Linked DNA regions of Mus musculus: region 2 is linked to region 1. A link is a contact called in public promoter capture Hi-C data. All regions are on one chromosome and are shown on one strand. The core of a region is the stretch at or near the end of the contact, and the rest is flanking DNA. Distances in the headings are between cores, read along the strand shown. Region 1 holds the start of Celsr1 (cadherin, EGF LAG seven-pass G-type receptor 1). Region 2 holds the start of Zbed4 (zinc finger, BED type containing 4).

What was found. Promoter capture Hi-C pulls out the DNA fragments that hold promoters and counts their contacts.
Region 2: a promoter capture Hi-C map of embryonic stem cells shows a contact between it and region 1, with 8 times the contacts expected there. The contact joins the promoter of Zbed4 here to the promoter of Celsr1 in region 1. A contact is called at or near these places in 5 of 39 promoter capture datasets (the 3T3-L1 cell line, cranial neural crest, embryonic stem cells and 2 more) and 3 of 115 datasets of contacts at active chromatin or transcription factors (acute myeloid leukemia, large pre-B cells and stem cell-derived neural progenitor cells).

What each region holds. Positions count from the first base shown.
Region 1 is chr15:86,032,168-86,035,845 of GRCm38.p6, reverse strand. It overlaps Celsr1 (cadherin, EGF LAG seven-pass G-type receptor 1), which reads left to right and starts at 2,069. Exons shown (of 35, transcript NM_009886.2): 1 at 2,069-3,678. The coding sequence starts at 2,076. It overlaps Gm34764 (a long non-coding RNA gene), which reads right to left and starts at 1,593. Exons shown (of 3, transcript XR_384307.4): 1 at 1,279-1,593.
Region 2 is chr15:88,749,175-88,752,986 of GRCm38.p6, reverse strand. It overlaps Zbed4 (zinc finger, BED type containing 4), which reads right to left and starts at 1,276. Exons shown (of 3, transcript NM_181412.3): 1 at 1,185-1,276.

The sequences.
Region 1 (3,678 bases), core at 820-3,319:
TGTCACATTTAAGGGTTAGATTTTTGTCTCCTTCCCACTCTCTTCACACACAGTTCTAAAGAGAGCTCTCAAGATCTATGAGGGTCCAAAAACAACTCTACCTTTAGGTTAGTGTAATGGCTTCTGTTGTTCCCAGTAAGAAAAGATTATTTTCAGCTACTGAGAAATCCCAGAGATTCATCTATGACATAAACTTTATGCTATATGTATGATCGTATATATATGATTAATATCACACATGTGTATATTAGTACACATATATGCTATTAATGCTGAGGAAGCTCCCTTGACTGTTTTTGTTTTTTGTTTTGTTGTCTTTTCTTTAAAGATTTATCTATTTATTTATTTTATGTAAGTACACTGTACACTTTTCAGACACACTCATCGGATCCCATTACAGATGGTTGTGACCACCATGTAGTTGCTGGGAATTGAACCTCTGAAAGAGCAGTCGGTGCTCTTGACCACTGAGCCATCTTTCCAGCTCCCCCCCAACTCCCCCCCCCCACAGGTTTTAAAGCGACCCTGTGTCCTATTGTCCTATTGTCATCCTGCTGGGCCCTGACTGCCTAGAAAACCCAACTCTGATGGTGATCAAGCAGCCTTCAGGGTCCCACTCCTCCAACTGATCCCAGGAGAAATCTTTCAAAGGCAAGAGGCCTGCCCAGTGTGTCCATGCGTGACTGAGGCTGCAGTGGGCTTGGGCCCCTTTCAAGGAGGTGGGGAAAATGTTGCAAAGGTCCGCCTCTCCCCTCCCTAGTTCGGAAGCACCGCCTTTAAGGTGTGCTCCTTTGGAATCTAGGCTCGGTCTTGCGGCTCTGAAGCCACGCCCCACCCTTTCACGCAGGGCGAGAGTGATTCTCCAGCCCCCTTCTGGTTTTCCCCAGGTTCTCACGGATCCTGCCCCCTCAGTGTTTGCTTGTCCCCTGATGGGCAGTAACTAGGGGTTTGGTGACAGACGGTCTCCTCCACCAATGTTCAGGCCCCACAGCATGTTCTGGGGAACAAGGCCCCTCCCACTGTCACCTCCAAACTACATTATTTTTCTTTCCAATTTAAATGTTGCACTTTAAACAAAGTGGAACCCGAATCCGGTTAACTGCCCATGAGATTTCAAAATCCAAGGAACTCCTTGGAGTTAAGCATTTGAGCTCCCGCGAGGCTGGAGTCTAACAGTCTCCCAGTCCCCTGCCACCGCCACGACTCTACCGAAGTTTTCTAGCACCTCTGTATCTTGGAACTCTAGATCTAACTCTCTCGACGCCAGGGGTGGCTTACTCATAGATCTGCACTATCAGGTGCAATGCGAGGATTGAACAGCACTCGGCCCAGAGGAAACTGTACGAGGGACTCTTTAGCAGCCGCGGCCCGGGACTCTAGAGCAGTAGTTGAGCGCCACGCTCCCAGGGCCCGGTCCTCTGCGGATGTTGGGTGCCAAGACCGAAAGGGAAGGGGCTGGAGGCCAGGCCCCGCTAGGGCCGCGCCCCCACGTCTCCATGGAGATCATCGGGGCGCGCACCTCCTGGCTGGCTCCCTCCCCATCATCCTCCCCCTCCCAGGGCTGAACAATGAGCCACTGGGAGGGGGCGGGGCGGGGCCGGGGGCGGGGAGAGAGAGAGAGTGGCGGGGGCGCTGGCAAAGCACACCGCCTAGCCAGCAATCCGTCGCCAGGGTCTGCGGGCGGTGTGGTGATCGCAGCCCCCGCCCCGCCCCGGGCCCGCCCAGCTTCCCACGCCCGCCCAGCAGAGTCGGTGCTGGGGCCACCTGGAGCCGCCTGGAGCCGGCGCTGCTGCAGGTTGATGCGCGGCGCCCTCCCGGGACGCACGGAGGAGCCATCTTGAAACCAACTTGGCAAACTTTCGCAAAGTGCTCTCGAAGTGGAAGCTGAGCGGGAGGCCGGGCGCGCGGCCCCCGGTGTCCTCGCCAGGGCCCCCGGGGAGGCAGAGCGCGGGCCGCCCCGAGGGCCCGGCGCTGGGCGCGCGGGAGCCGCCCCCCGGCCGCGCCGGGTGGATGCGGAGGTGCGCCGGGTGCATGGATTGTGCTCCGGCGCCCGGCTCGGGCTGCGGCTCCGGGCCATGGCGCCGTCATCGCCGCGCGTGCTGCCCGCGCTGGTGTTGCTGGCCGCCGCCGCCCTGCCAGCCCTGGAGTTGGGAGCAGCCGCTTGGGAGCTGCGGGTGCCTGGCGGGGCCCGCGCCTTCGCTCTCGGACCCGGCTGGAGCTACAGGTTGGACACCACGCGCACGCCTCGGGAGCTGCTGGACGTGAGCCGCGAGGGGCCAGCAGCCGGTCGGAGGCTTGGGCTTGGCGCGGGGACTCTGGGCTGTGCCCGCTTGGCCGGGAGGCTGCTGCCGCTGCAGGTCCGGCTGGTCGCCCGCGGCGCCCCGACGGCCCCGAGCTTGGTACTAAGGGCACGCGCCTATGGTGCCCGCTGTGGGGTCCGGCTGTTGCGCCGCTCGGCCCGCGGTGCAGAGCTGCGCTCTCCGGCCGTCCGCTCAGTTCCTGGACTTGGAGATGCGCTCTGCTTCCCGGCCGCAGGCGGCGGCGCAGCCTCGCTGACTTCGGTGCTTGAGGCCATCACCAACTTCCCCGCCTGCAGCTGCCCGCCGGTCGCCGGGACCGGCTGCAGGCGCGGACCCATTTGCCTGCGGCCAGGAGGTTCAGCTGAGCTGCGTCTGGTGTGCGCCCTGGGACGCGCGGCAGGCGCCGTTTGGGTAGAGCTGGTAATAGAGGCGACCTCTGGGACGCCCTCAGAGTCGCCCTCGGTGTCGCCATCGTTGCTTAACCTGTCCCAACCTCGGGCGGGGGTGGTGCGACGGTCTAGGCGGGGCACGGGCAGCAGCACGAGCCCGCAGTTCCCGCTGCCCAGCTACCAGGTGTCAGTGCCTGAGAATGAGCCTGCGGGCACTGCGGTCATCGAACTGCGCGCGCACGACCCAGACGAAGGCGATGCAGGACGCCTTAGCTACCAGATGGAGGCGCTGTTCGATGAGCGCTCTAATGGCTACTTCCTCATCGATGCCGCCACGGGTGCAGTGACCACAGCCCGCTCCCTGGACCGGGAGACCAAGGACACTCATGTACTCAAAGTTAGTGCTGTGGACCACGGCTCCCCGAGGCGCTCAGCTGCCACCTACCTCACCGTAACTGTCAGTGACACTAACGACCACAGCCCAGTCTTTGAGCAGTCTGAGTATCGAGAGCGAATTCGAGAAAACCTGGAGGTGGGCTATGAGGTTCTGACCATCCGTGCCACCGACGGGGATGCCCCTTCCAACGCAAACATGCGCTATCGTCTGCTGGAGGGCGCAGGTGGTGTCTTTGAGATAGACGCACGATCAGGTGTCGTGCGCACACGGGCTGTGGTGGACCGTGAGGAGGCGGCTGAGTACCAGCTGCTGGTGGAGGCCAATGACCAGGGTCGCAATCCAGGCCCACTCAGTGCCTCAGCCACCGTCCACATAGTGGTAGAAGACGAGAATGACAACTACCCCCAGTTCAGTGAGAAGCGCTATGTGGTTCAAGTCCCAGAAGACGTAGCCGTCAACACGGCTGTGCTTCGAGTCCAGGCCACTGACCGGGACCAGGGGCAGAATGCAGCCATACACTACAGCATCGTTAGTGGCAACCTGAAGGGTCAGTTCTACCTGCATTCGCTTAGTGGGAGCCTGGATGTTATCA
Region 2 (3,812 bases), core at 27-2,526, 2.7 Mb before region 1:
CATTAAAAATAAGAGATTAAAAAAAGTTCCCTCTTCCAAAATATGTCTAGGTTTGTGTAAATTGATGAAAACCTATCAGCACACTGAGACTTTGAAACTTCCTAAAGATTCAAAAAAATTTTTAACTAGATCTTCTCATGAAAATAAAAGCCACACAAAAAGTCTATATAAAAATTTATATAGAAAAAAGTTTATATAGATTACAGAAAGCATGCACCAATGTCTTCATGCACAAGCCACTCCCTCAGGGTGTAGAGCCAAACTTGTAGCTTCTCAATTCTGCTTAGCATGGAATTAATTCGTGCCTTGCAACTACGTTTATTCAGAGTACTAAAAAAAAAAAAAAAAAAAAAAAAACTCAAAACTAAAATTTCCCTGGTCTTATTAATTTTTATCACCACGATATAAAGGGGAAAATTTCTTTCTTCCTACCAAGTCACAAGAATGTACTTGCCTTGGCTGACTGGCTTTACGAAGCCAGAAGGCACAAGTGTCCTTTTAAAAACTACACTTAATCTTATCCTAATTAACTTCAAAAACAAATGACTTCCCTTTTTACAAACGCCAGAACCGCGACAGCCGCTCCTCCTGAGGCTCGGCGCTGCAGGGACTTGAAAAGACGCGCTGGAGCCTCGTGAGAACCTCCAGACGGAGAGCGAGGACCCGCAGCCATCCCGGGCAGAAGCGAGTGGGTCGCACCAAAAAGGACAAAAGGAACAAAAAATGACGGCAGGTACTGCGACCGTGAAGACGCTACGGAGCCAAAGCGTTGAGTTAAGTTTCGTTAAGCCTCCGCGGTCAGACCCAGACGCACACGCTTCAAGCTAGGCAGGCACCAAGAAGCGTGACACCGACCCGTGTCACCGCCGTGCCGCCTGCCTGCGCCCCTTCCTGGACACGCGCGCCCACCGGCACCGGCTTGGGGGACGCCACGACGTGGCGGGAGCCCGGCACCTGACGAAAGGTCCCACGGGGCGTCCCGCGGTCGCTCCCCTCCGCGGCCTGGGCCCGCCCGCGGCGCGAGGCGCAGCTGTCAGAGGCCGGGCCGGGCTGGGCCGGGCCGGGCGCAGTCTCGGGACACAGCCTCCACCCGGCCCGCCGCGCACGGACAATGGCGCGGTTCCCCAACCCCTGCGCGGCGCCGGCCGTCGAAGACGCCACTGGAGCGTCCCGCGCGCACTCACCTGAGGCGCCGGCTCCGCGCTGCGCTGCGCGGGCCCGCGGGCTGCGAACAGCGCGACGGGCGCGCCCATTCATTAGCCGCTTTGTCTGCCCCCGCCGCCCCTCCCGCCGCCCCAGCCCCGCCGCCCGCGACGCCGCCGGACGCTGCGCCCCTCCCAGGGCCCCGCGCGGGTCGGGGGCGGGGCCCGGGGCGGGGCTGTCGTGCGCAAGCGCAGTCCGTGCGCACCTGCCCCGCCTTGGGGGGGGATGCCTAGAGTACGGCTGGATGGGCCCCGGCTAGGCAAACGGGGCGGAGCTACGAAGACTACGCAGGCGCAGTTTCCCCTCGCCCCATCTCCGGAGGTCAGGTTACTCCGGCGCAGTCTCACACACACGAGGTCTGGTCGCTGGCCTCCTCCGTCAAACTACGCAAGCGCGGTCTGGCGCACCTGCCCTGTCGGGCGTTCGGTCCGAAGACTACGCAGGCGCAGTCGCCACGGCGGTTGGTTGGAATTGCTGCGCGTTTGAGAAGCGCGCGTTCTCAGTGGTTTCTTCTTAGGGCTTGGCCGTTAGGGTGGTCCTGCGCTCTCAACGGCTGGCCGCGGAGCTTCCGGGCTTGTGGTCAAGGCGGGCGCCTTCTCCGGGGGCGTTGCGCGCAACCACTTTCAGTAGCCCTTGGGTGGAGGCTAGACACAGCAGGTGCTAGCTGCTCAGGGCCTGGGGCCATGTTTGGGTAAAAGAAATAAGGAGCTGAACATTGAACGCCCCAGTTCAGATGCCTGTGCGGACCATGTAATTTCTGCAGGTGGAATTTATCCCAGAGGTCCTTCTCTGATGACACTTTAGACCACAGCTTGTTCTCTTATGCGGGAGTTCTGTCCTACGCCCATCTCCTGTTCTGCGTGTTTAGGAGTTTCCTTCTGTGATTGAGGTGGTGGTGGTGCGGTCGGGGGAGGCGTCGAGTGCTGATGTCACACCTTGCTTACCCTGATTCACCATCACTGGTCAATGGACATGGTTTGGGATTCTGTGTCTTTAAGTTCAAGGGAAGGTGGTTGGGCTGCCAGTGCACTGCTGGTGGAAGTCATCATTGGTGTGGAACCCTGAGCCTGGCTTCTGTCTTCTTCGCCTTCCATTCAGGGAAGCTGATGTTTGTGGTGGAGGTGGTGGCTCCATATGAGACTCAATGGGGAACAGCAGAAAGACCTGGGTGGAGGTCCTCAGCTAGCAGGTTCCCGTAGGGTACAGAAGTTTTTTCCCAGTAACCTTCCTCTCCTTGTTATGCCCCTCGTACCCTACACCCCAGAGGAAAGAGAACATCTGCCTTCATGAAGGATTTCCGAAGCCCCAGGAGAACTGTTGAGACATGGGTTCTTGAGCTATAGAGCTAAGGGGTAGCGCCTAGAACAAGTAAAGTAGCTAGGAGAGAGTTTGAGCTTTAGCTTAGGATGTCTCAGCCCAGCCGGAAAGTCTTGACGAGCTTCCATTTGTTTATACAGAAGCACCTGCACAAACTCTTCACCTGGAGATGGCCCCTCTGTGCTCCTAGCCCTGCACAGGCTGTGCAGGGGAAGAAGGAAAACGGGAAGTAGAAGACAATGAGGGTGCTTGCCTGGAGCGCACGGAGCAGGCTTACCCTTCTGGAACTTGAATAGTGTCAAGATGTCGAGGGGTTTTGGAGGGTTAGGAAACTGCGTGTCCACAGAGACCGTGTAAAAGGCAACCGCCACCTTAGACAAAAGATGGTAACACTTGAAATTCTACCTGGCTCTTATTTGCTATGTTAGAATGAGGCAGTAGGTCTAGCAATGGAGAGGTGGATGCTACAGGCAGAGCATCAGCCCTTCCAGAGGGACTGTCCCTGAGAACGGGGAGATCAGGCAGTCCATCTGTACTCATACCCGATTTCCAAGAAGACAGGAAACCTCAGGACAAGGGTTTGCCTACTATATGATCCAGGGCAGAAATCTAGTCCCTTGTTTCTAGGTACGAAGGAGCCCCTCCCCCCAAAGGTAACCAGGCAGAAGGCACAAAGGTCTTCACAGTCTGCTCCAGAATGACCAGTCCTTAGCCAGGCGTGGTGGCGCACGCCTTTAATCCCAGCACTCGGGAGGCAGAGGCAGGCGGATTTCTGAGTTCAAGACCAGCCTGGTCTACAGAATGAGTTCCAGGACAGCCAGGGCTACACAGAGAAACCCTGTCTCAAAAAACAAAAACAAAAACAAAACAAAAACCCAGAATGGCCAGTCCTGAGCCCTGGGATCTTGGAGCTACACCGGTGGTCACTAAGCAGTCTGAGTATATCAAAGTAGCTAAAGTAGCTTTTGGGTGTTACACAGGTACTGTTTTGTTTTGTTTTACATTTTTTCGAGACAGGGTTTCTCTGTATAGCTCTGGCTATCCTGTAGACCAGGCTGCCCTCGAACTCAGAAATCATGGTTAGTTTAACAGGTGGGTGCAGGCACCAATCAAAGGGTGTGCATTGAGTTATGGCCTGGATACTGACCTATCTTGGATAGGGGGTTCTAGCTCACTCACTCCCAGACCCAGTCCTGCTGAGATTCAGTGAGGCCTCCATTTACTATCTGAGAAATGAAGCAGCTCCTTGACTGTACCTAACCCTGTTCAGATGGGCAAGCAGAGATGGGCAG